Linked DNA regions of Mus musculus: regions 1 and 2 are each linked to region 3. A link is a contact called in public HiChIP or PLAC-seq data. All regions are on one chromosome and are shown on one strand. The core of a region is the stretch at or near the end of the contact, and the rest is flanking DNA. Distances in the headings are between cores, read along the strand shown. Region 1 has its middle 50 kb from the start of Gm20742. Region 2 has its middle 28 kb from the start of Gm20742. Region 3 holds the start of Rab12 (RAB12, member RAS oncogene family).

The links. HiChIP or PLAC-seq counts read pairs in DNA pulled down with a chosen protein or histone mark.
Region 1: a contact with region 3 is called in an H3K4me3 HiChIP or PLAC-seq map of craniofacial prominence, with 4 times the contacts expected there. The contact joins the enhancer-like site here to the promoter of Rab12 in region 3. A contact is called at or near these places in 4 of 39 promoter capture datasets (the HPC-7 cell line, cranial neural crest, embryonic stem cells and 1 more), 2 of 15 datasets of contacts at CTCF or cohesin (the NIH/3T3 cell line and embryonic stem cells), 17 of 115 datasets of contacts at active chromatin or transcription factors (craniofacial prominence, embryonic basal ganglia, embryonic forebrain and 9 more) and 2 of 9 other capture datasets (adipose tissue and liver).
Region 2: a contact with region 3 is called in an H3K4me3 HiChIP or PLAC-seq map of embryonic stem cells, with 28 read pairs. The contact joins the enhancer-like site here to the promoter of Rab12 in region 3. A contact is called at or near these places in 9 of 39 promoter capture datasets (the 3T3-L1 cell line, the C10 cell line, the HPC-7 cell line and 5 more), 2 of 15 datasets of contacts at CTCF or cohesin (embryonic stem cells and large pre-B cells), 5 of 484 Hi-C or Micro-C datasets (all in embryonic stem cells), 16 of 115 datasets of contacts at active chromatin or transcription factors (craniofacial prominence, embryonic basal ganglia, embryonic forebrain and 10 more) and 2 of 9 other capture datasets (adipose tissue and liver).

The regions. Positions count from the first base shown.
Region 1 is chr17:66,240,747-66,243,446 of GRCm38.p6, forward strand. No RefSeq gene overlaps it. Among named protein-coding and RNA genes, the nearest start is that of Gm20742, 50 kb to the left of the region's middle. Within about 2 kb of position 1,350, at least 29 of the 459 cell types and tissues checked have an H3K27ac peak or open chromatin away from gene starts, as enhancers often do. A contact at or near this core is called in craniofacial prominence and pancreatic cancer cells, where this site is marked.
Region 2 is chr17:66,218,574-66,221,273 of GRCm38.p6, forward strand. No RefSeq gene overlaps it. Among named protein-coding and RNA genes, the nearest start is that of Gm20742, 28 kb to the left of the region's middle. Within about 2 kb of position 1,313, at least 3 of the 459 cell types and tissues checked have an H3K27ac peak or open chromatin away from gene starts, as enhancers often do.
Region 3 is chr17:66,518,357-66,521,056 of GRCm38.p6, forward strand. It overlaps Rab12 (RAB12, member RAS oncogene family), which reads right to left and starts at 1,314. Exons shown (of 6, transcript NM_024448.2): 1 at 992-1,314. The coding sequence starts at 1,214. It overlaps Gm41608 (a long non-coding RNA gene), which reads left to right. Exons shown (of 3, transcript XR_876914.3): 1 at 1-589.

The DNA of each region.
Region 1 (2,700 bases), core at 100-2,599, 280 kb before region 3:
AAGTCACTGAAGCAAGCTTTAAAAGGGGAAGAGTTTAAGATTGGATTTGTAAAATGTTTTTTACCGAAACGGAAATGCATGTCTCCGTTAATGCTTGGTTGATTTGTGCCTCATGATACTCGAGAAAAGTGAGCAGGGAGGACAAGGCAACAAAAAATATTTAAAAACGATGTTAAAGCCTAAGGAGCTATGAGAGTTGAAGCCAAGGTGACCCCACACTAGAGAGCTCTGTGAAACATGGGTTGGCCTGGTGGGGTTAGTCCGATTTCTGTTACTATAACAAAACACCTGAGACAGTTTACTTACAAGAAGAAAGAATTTATTCTGGCTTGCAGCTATAGAAGCTTTGGCCCACACAGTCATAGAGGCTTTAGCCCAGGCTCTGGTGGCCTTGTATAGGGCAGCACACACTGTCAGGGAAGATGTGGTGACACAAAGCTGCTTCCCTCAAGGCTGGGATGTGAGATAAACAGGGAAAGAAGGAAGATTAGCTAAGAATTCAAAGATGTCCCCTTAAAGTTTTGCCACCTCGAGGAGCTAGAGAAAGGACCTAAGAAGCTGAAGGGGTCTGCAGCCCCATGGGAGGGACAACAATATGAACTAACCAGTACCCCCAGAGCTCCCAGAAACTAAACCACCAACCAAAGAGCACACATGGTGGGACTCATAGCTCCAGCTGCATATGCAGCAGAGGATGGCCTAGTTGGTCATCAGTGGGAGGAGAGTCCCTTGGTCCTGTGAAGGCTTGATGTCCCAGTGTAGGGAATTGCTAGGGACAGGAAACTGGAGTGGATGCGTTGGTGGACAGGAGGAGGGGGAGGGGGAGGGGTTTTTCGGAGGGGCAGCCAGGAAAGGGGATAACATTTGGAATGTAAATAAAGAAATTACCCAATTAAAAAAATAAATACCCATATTAAAACAAAACAAAACAAAACAAAACAAAACAAACAAACAAACAAAAAAACCAAGTTTTGCCACCTCCAAATACTACCAGGGATTCCAAATGCAAACTGCGTACCTGGAGCATTCAGGGCCAAGGAGGAAGGTTTACAACACTGCAGACTAAGTATGAACAGTTAATTCTGTATTATTTCTGTTTCTAGGGTGTATCTCGCAGAATAGGAGACTAAGCAGGCCCTTGCCTTTGCCTCAGGTTCCCCCAGATGTGTCCTTTTTCCTGAAGCCTGATCCTATGGGGTGGACTTGACTTGTGAGCATCACTTTGTTCAAACAAATCATTGCTGGGGATTAGAGAATTGGGAATTCGGTCAGAAAGCCAGTGAACTCTGTTGGGCCTTTGTTTCCTGTCTTTCCATCCCCTGTGGCCCCGCCTCCTGTTCCTGCCCTGGGGCCCTTGATCTTTCTCTGTCTCCTCCCTCCTCTCCCTCCTCCTTCCTTGACTGGGGCTGTCAGGAAGAGAACTGAGACTGGAATCTTTTTTTCTATCCCGAGGGTACTTGCTTTGAAAAACTTTTTTTTTTTCCCCTGCTGCCCTGAATCCAAATGTCCTTTGCTTCTTGTAAAAACTCTGGTTAGTCTCAGTGGTGCTGATGGAAGAGATCAGAAATCTCCAGAAATCATGATGTTAGCGGTTCCCTCTTTCTGAGTGTGGGAGGTCCTGCAGCCAAAGCTCAGGTGAGTACCGGGGTGTGTGTGTGTGTGTGTGTGTGTGTGTGTGTGTGTGTGTGTGATGTTGGCTTCCTGGGCGTCAGTCTGAGCACACAGGTTAATCTCTCGCCATCCTGTGGCAAACTGCTGAGGCAGGCACTCCTTACTTTTAATGGGAAAGGAAGCAAAGACAACTAGGAGTGCAAGCTGGGTTCAAGATGGTCCCAACGCTGGTAGCTGCAGCCACTCCTACCAGGCAGGGCTCCGTGACATTGCTAGGTCTCATGCAAGGAACTCCCTGTTTCTCCCATGTGCATAATTATTCCCTCCATCCATATTGCTGGCACTAAAATCTTCTCCACACCATTTCTCATAAACCTCATGAGCAGTTCGTGAATTTGGGAAACTGGGATATTTCACAACTCACTTCTCTGAGATTCCAAGATGTCGGTGTCCCTTCTGATGTTAGAAGGCAGTTGGAGGAAGAACTCAGTTTTTTGTTTTTTGTTTTTTGTTTTTGTTTTTGTTTTTGTTTTTTCAGACCCTGCCTGATCTGGCCTTTCTCACTCCCAACCACCCTGGCTCGCTGAGGGCCTGGCTCCCTTGGCTAGGTTTCAAGTGCTGCGGCACGCACAGTTAGGTACTTAATAAATCCGTTGTAAAGCTAGTGTTTCCTGAAGCTAAAGTAATGGCCCATGTAAACAGTATAAAAGTAACTGAACCAAAAGAACAAAACAATATATATATAAAACACAAAGCCATCAGAGGCTTGAGGGTATCACGTAAGACAAGAGGAAGTAATGGAGAAGAGGTGCGCCCCAAGTCCCAAAGACCAAAGCAGACTCGGTGGGAAAGAGGGGGAAGCGTGTTTAAATGGGTTCGCTTCTCTCTGCAAATAAATTATCTCCTTTATTCCTTGGATGAAACCTGTGAAGGGTTGGTAACCTCTCCCTGAGATCCATGAGGGCCCTCCCCTCCCCTCCCCTTTCCTCCCCTCCCCTCCCCTCCCCTCCCCTCCCCTTTCTTCTTAACACCATTCAACTACTGATCTTCTGACTCTGAGTACCGATTTGTTTGCCACTGGCTTTTCTC
Region 2 (2,700 bases), core at 63-2,562, 300 kb before region 3:
ACTAAAATCAAAGGCTGCATAGCAAGACCCCATGCTAACAAGGGCGCTACCAGCTAAGTGGTGTGGTGAAGCAGGACTGTGGCTGGCAGGCAACTTTGGCTCTTGCCCCTGGCTCAGCAGCTGCCTTGAACATCACTGGTACTGTTGTTTCTTTGACAAAACAGTTGGATGGGCTTAGGGAACACTGTAGGCCAGGTTGTTCTTGGTCAAGGGTGATCCACAATTGTCTCCCATGGTTTTAGATTCTCAATCTAAAGTGTTAACTCAGGAAGAAAGCCCCTGTGTGCAAAGTAGAAATCCTGTGTATTGTCAGACAACAACAGTAATCAGTTTTACAAATGATAGAAGTTCACGCCTGCTCATCACAGGCAGTGATGTCTTCAGCAGGGGTGGAGCAGGGGGAGGGTGCAGAGTGCTGACTGTTCTTGGAGATGGTCTGAATTTGGTTCCAGCACTCAAGTCCAGGGACTCACAATGGCCTGTAACTCTAGTTCCACGTTGACCTAGGGCCATCTATGGGTCGTTATAGGCACCTGCACACATATATGTGTGCCCTCACACAGAGACACCCACATATACAGAGTTAAAAGTAACCCTTTTCAAAAGGAAAATAAATCTGAAATGGAAATTTTCAGAAATAAACACTGTACATATTTTAAATTTTAGGTCAATCTGAGTGGCATGGCGAGAACTCAGGCTATCCCATGAGATTCCTCGGAGAAAACTATGGGCTACTCTTTTTATCCACTTAGCAAACTTTTGTCCATGCCGAAGGAATATATTTAATCAAAATGGAAGAAGATAACCCACAAATTAATCTGGCATTTGAGTTTATCCTTAATAAGATCATATGGGTGTGCTGGCAAGGCAGTGCATTGGTTATGTGCCCTGGCTGCTCTTGCAGAGGGCCAGCACCTATGCTGTGGCTAATGATCACTTGACAGTCCGGCTCCAGCGGATCAACACATTCTTCTAGTTCCTCACTGCAGTGGTGTATAGTCATACAAGCAGACAAAACACTCATACATGCAAAATGAAAAAAAAATTTTTTTTTAAAAAAAGAAATCACATGCGTGCCTCACAGGGCAGCTGTCAGGACACACTGACTGAGGGGGACAGCTTAGGAGGGGACATGTTAGCCCTCTGGCCTTTTCTGAGGACTCCCGACCTTCTGGGCTCCACTTCTTGTCCCCATTCACTCTCCCCTGCAGACAAATGTAAAGGAAGAACATCCAGTGCTTGAGGAGCCTGCTGAGGGCCCCGCCTCCTCTTCTGAGCTGCACATATTGGCCCCGCCTCCTCTTCTGAGCTGCACATATTGGCCCCGCCTCCTCTTCTGAGCTGCACTTATTGGGCACTTTTCACACCCCAGCAGCATCAGAGAAGGAACCTGAACTAACAGGCAGAAAGCTGCCTTTCCCTGGCCCTGCAATTCCTTAAAGGTAACTCCGTAAACACTCTGTGTTAGAACCCTCACCTACCTGTGACGGCCTCTGCAAATGACGGATTTTGTTGTCACCTGCTTTACACAGACATCAGAAATGAAAAGTGAAGAAGTGCAAGGAAAAAAAAAAAAAAAAAAACCTAACCAGTGTGCTACCCGGCCACAGCTCATCGCTTGACTGTGAGCCACGTGCTGTCTCGAGAATGTGGAGTGCTGCTTTGCAGACAGCAGAAGTGCTTTCACGCGCTTTCACGGTCGGAATAACAAATAGCTTGGTGTTCCTTCCAGTTTTAGAAGGATAGTTAATTATTATGTAGAGACACGTTTTTTTTTTTTTTTTTTTTTTAAAAAAAGGACTCAAATCTACAACTATTGTCTCTAAACCCAACATTAAGTCCTGAGCAAAAAAAAAAAAAAAAAAAAAAAAAAAAAAAAGCATTTGACTGTCTGGGACTCAACTCTCCTGTTAGCGGTGACTCTGTGGATGTGCCAAGCCTGCGCTTCCCCAATCTATAGCAGAACACTTTTGGTTTCATGTTTGTCAAACTAATAATGTGTTTGCAAAATTCATGTGATGTAGAAATATCAGCAGGAAATAAAAACAGGACCAAGGGCCTCTCCTCCCATTGATACCAGACAAGGTCATCCTCTGCAACATATGCGGCTGGAGCCATGAATCCCACCATGTGTACTCTTTGGTTGGTGGTTTAGTTCCTGGGAGTTTCTGGGGGGGTGGGATATTCTGTTTGGTTAATATTGTTCTTCCTATGAGGTGGCAAACCCCTTCAGCTCCTTCAGTTCTTCTCCTAACTCTTCCACTAGGGTCCCCTGGCTCAGTCCAGTGGTTGGCTGTGAGTATCTGCATCTGTATTGGTCAGGTGCTGGCAAAGCCTCTCAGGGGACAGCCATACCAGATCTCTGTCGGCAAGCACTTCTTGGCATCGGCAATAGTGTCTGCGGGTGGGCTGGATGCCTAGGTGGGGCAGTCTCTGGATGGCCTTTTCTTTCCTTCAGTCTCTGCTTCATTTTTGTTGTTGTTGTTTCTGCATTTCGTTTAGACGGGAGCAATTCTGGGTTAACGTTTTTGAGATGGGTGGGTGGCCCCATCCGTCAACAGGGGGCCATGTCTATCTACTGGAGATGGTCTCTACAGGTTCTCTCTCCCCTTTGTTGGGTATTTCAGCTAATGTCATTCCTGTTGGGTCCTGGGAACCTCTTGCTTCCCTGGCATCTGGGACTTTGTAGTGGCTCTCCCC
Region 3 (2,700 bases), core at 64-2,563:
GAACTCACTGTGTAGACAGACCAGGCTGGCCTCGAAATCAGAGATCCACCTTCCTCTCCTTGGGGCTAGGATTCAGGGAGAACGCTAGATTTTTTGTCACTCTGTCCAGTCCCTCCTGCTCACCCCCTTTTTCTATAAGCCACCCCAAATGAGAGTTTTCCAGGTAGCTTTTCCATGGTCACAACTGTTTCCCATAACCCCAACAAACCTCTATGTCAAGCCCTGTCAATCCAGTGTCACTAAAAACATTCCCTTGCAGTTTCAAACCCAGATCCCGAGGAAGGTAACAGGAGCGTTACCTATGGATTTCCCGGTAATTCACCGACCTCGGGTGGGTGCCGGGAAATCGCCCTTACTTTGCCCGCCTATCCACCCGGTTATTTGAGGTCAAGGATAAACACAGCTGAAATCCCTTTGCCCTACATTTGTGCACAGAACAAGAAAGAAACCCGAGTGTAGCTTTAGCGCGAACTGTCTCTGCAACAAACTTCTTTTCTGTAAACCACGAAAATAGACAGAAAATGAGAAAGCAAACCTTGGTCCATCCCTCCAGCCTGCAAAGCTGCGAGGTCCGGACCCATTTAAGATGGTGAGTAACCCCGGGGCACTGCACTGGTGGGTGGCCTTCAGCTCTACTTTCGGTTCACAAAGCCGTTTTCCTGGGTGAGCAGGAGTAACGGACCGGGAGTTTCCGCGGATGCATCACCCGGACCTCATGACTGGTGAAGGCTCCGGGAGGGAATGTTTGGGCTTCGGGGGTCCGACACCCGCGGAAAGGCCACGGAAAAGCTCGGTCTGGCCACAAGAGAGGGTCGGGCTTCCACGGAGACCTGGGCTGTGCGCGGCTCGGATGCCAGATGTGCCCACGGCGGGTATGCCCGGGCATCCGTAGGATGATTCGTTGAGGCCCTGGGAGAGGGTCAGAGCTTCCATGGGGACAGGGACCGGGCCCCGACCTCCCCCAGGCCCACCCGCCACAGGCCCGGCGTACCCACGGTGGACTTGCAGGCCTCGCAGAACGTGTCGTCGGTGAAGCGCTCCATCAGGCTGGTCTTGCCCACGCCGCGGGAGCCGATGATGATGACCTGCAGCTTGAAGTCGGCCGGCCTGGGGGGCTGCTTCCTCCGGCGGGCCTGGCCGCCCGACAGCGCCGGGGAGACCGCGCCCAGGCTGCCGCCCGCGGGCCGCCGGTGCAGCGCGGCGCTGGGATCCATGCACGCATACGGCTCGCGCTCGGGCCGCCGTCCGCGCGCCCCGGGCCCCCGCGCACCCTCCACCCGCTCCGCGCTACCGCCGCCGCCGCCGCCGCCGGGAGTAGAGGAAGGGAAGCAGCTTCTCCGCAGCAGCGGTAGCAGCATCCCGGACCGGGAGGGGCAGGAAGCGCAGGCGCGGCGCCACGCGGGACTGGAGCCCGCCCCCTGTCGGTCGGAGGACCGAGCCGTGCGCTCCGCTCCGTGGGGTGTATGTTATGTGTGGGTCGCTCTCCGTCACCCCTGTTCCCTCGGCCCTCCCCACTCGGCGCACTTTCACTCGTGGTTTATCCTCATCGTGCACCGTTCCCAAGAACCACACACTTCTTTTTAGCAGCCCGTCCCAAACGTGTCTCAAAGTGCATATAGCCTGTGATCATCTTCCAGAATTTAGGGTGTTTGGGTGCTGGGGGTCTCGGTCTGGCCCACGCGGGGTTAGGGTGTGAACGCCACTTTGGAGGAAGCCCACGTACCCTGGCAGGGCCGCACCTCTGCGTGCACTTTTCCTGTGGGGCCCCGAGGAATCAGCTATCTTAAATGGATCTTAAAAGTCTTCCTCAGACTTACAGTTCGTAAAATTCAGTGAGTGACATGCACCTTAGGGGAAGCCAGCAGGTAAAAACTCAGATGACAAGCGACCTAAACTCCGAAGGTTTAGGTACTGACTTGGGTGTGTTATTTTGCCATTTCTACTTGAAAGTATTTACGGCTACAGAAGCTTGCCAGGGATTTATTTAGCAAATTCCTTTGCGTGAACTTGAGCACCTCGGAACACAGGGTTCTAAACATGATAGGAGCTGGCATGCTTGCGAAGAATGATCACATTACTCACCAAATTTCAGCCGTATTTAGAGCTAAGTTTACTAATACATAGCGCATGCGTTTGTTTTGCCATGGATGCACAGTTGAAGAAATCACATTATTTTGCAAAAGTAATCCCAATTGGATTTTTAAAAATGTTATAGCCTATTCTAAATTATCGTTCTTTTTTTCTTGGCGGTACTGGGGATGGAACCTAGAGGCTCACATGGGAATGAATGAAAAGACTCTTTTCATCTATCACTGTTGCAAAAACGTCAATACAAAAGAACAACAAAACAATAAGCCATACACCCTGTTGCAGACTCCAAAGGATGATATAAATGCAAGGTATTCAACTGTTCCTAGTAGGCAGGTGACTCTGCATAACTTGTAAGGTTAAAGACCCTGGCATCCAAAATAGTATCTCTTCCCCCATAGGCAGGTCTATAATGTACCAGAATAGTGGATGTCTTAAATGGGGGAGTTTGGAAAGAAATCCACAGGACTCGGGTTCCATGCTTGTTTGCGTCTTTAAGCCAATTATCAAGGTTACTCCAGGATGCTTCAGCACTTTGGCACATACCAGAAAGCCAGTATTACAGGGACGAATGAATGAATGAATGTGAACAAAGTCATCACAGATAACTAT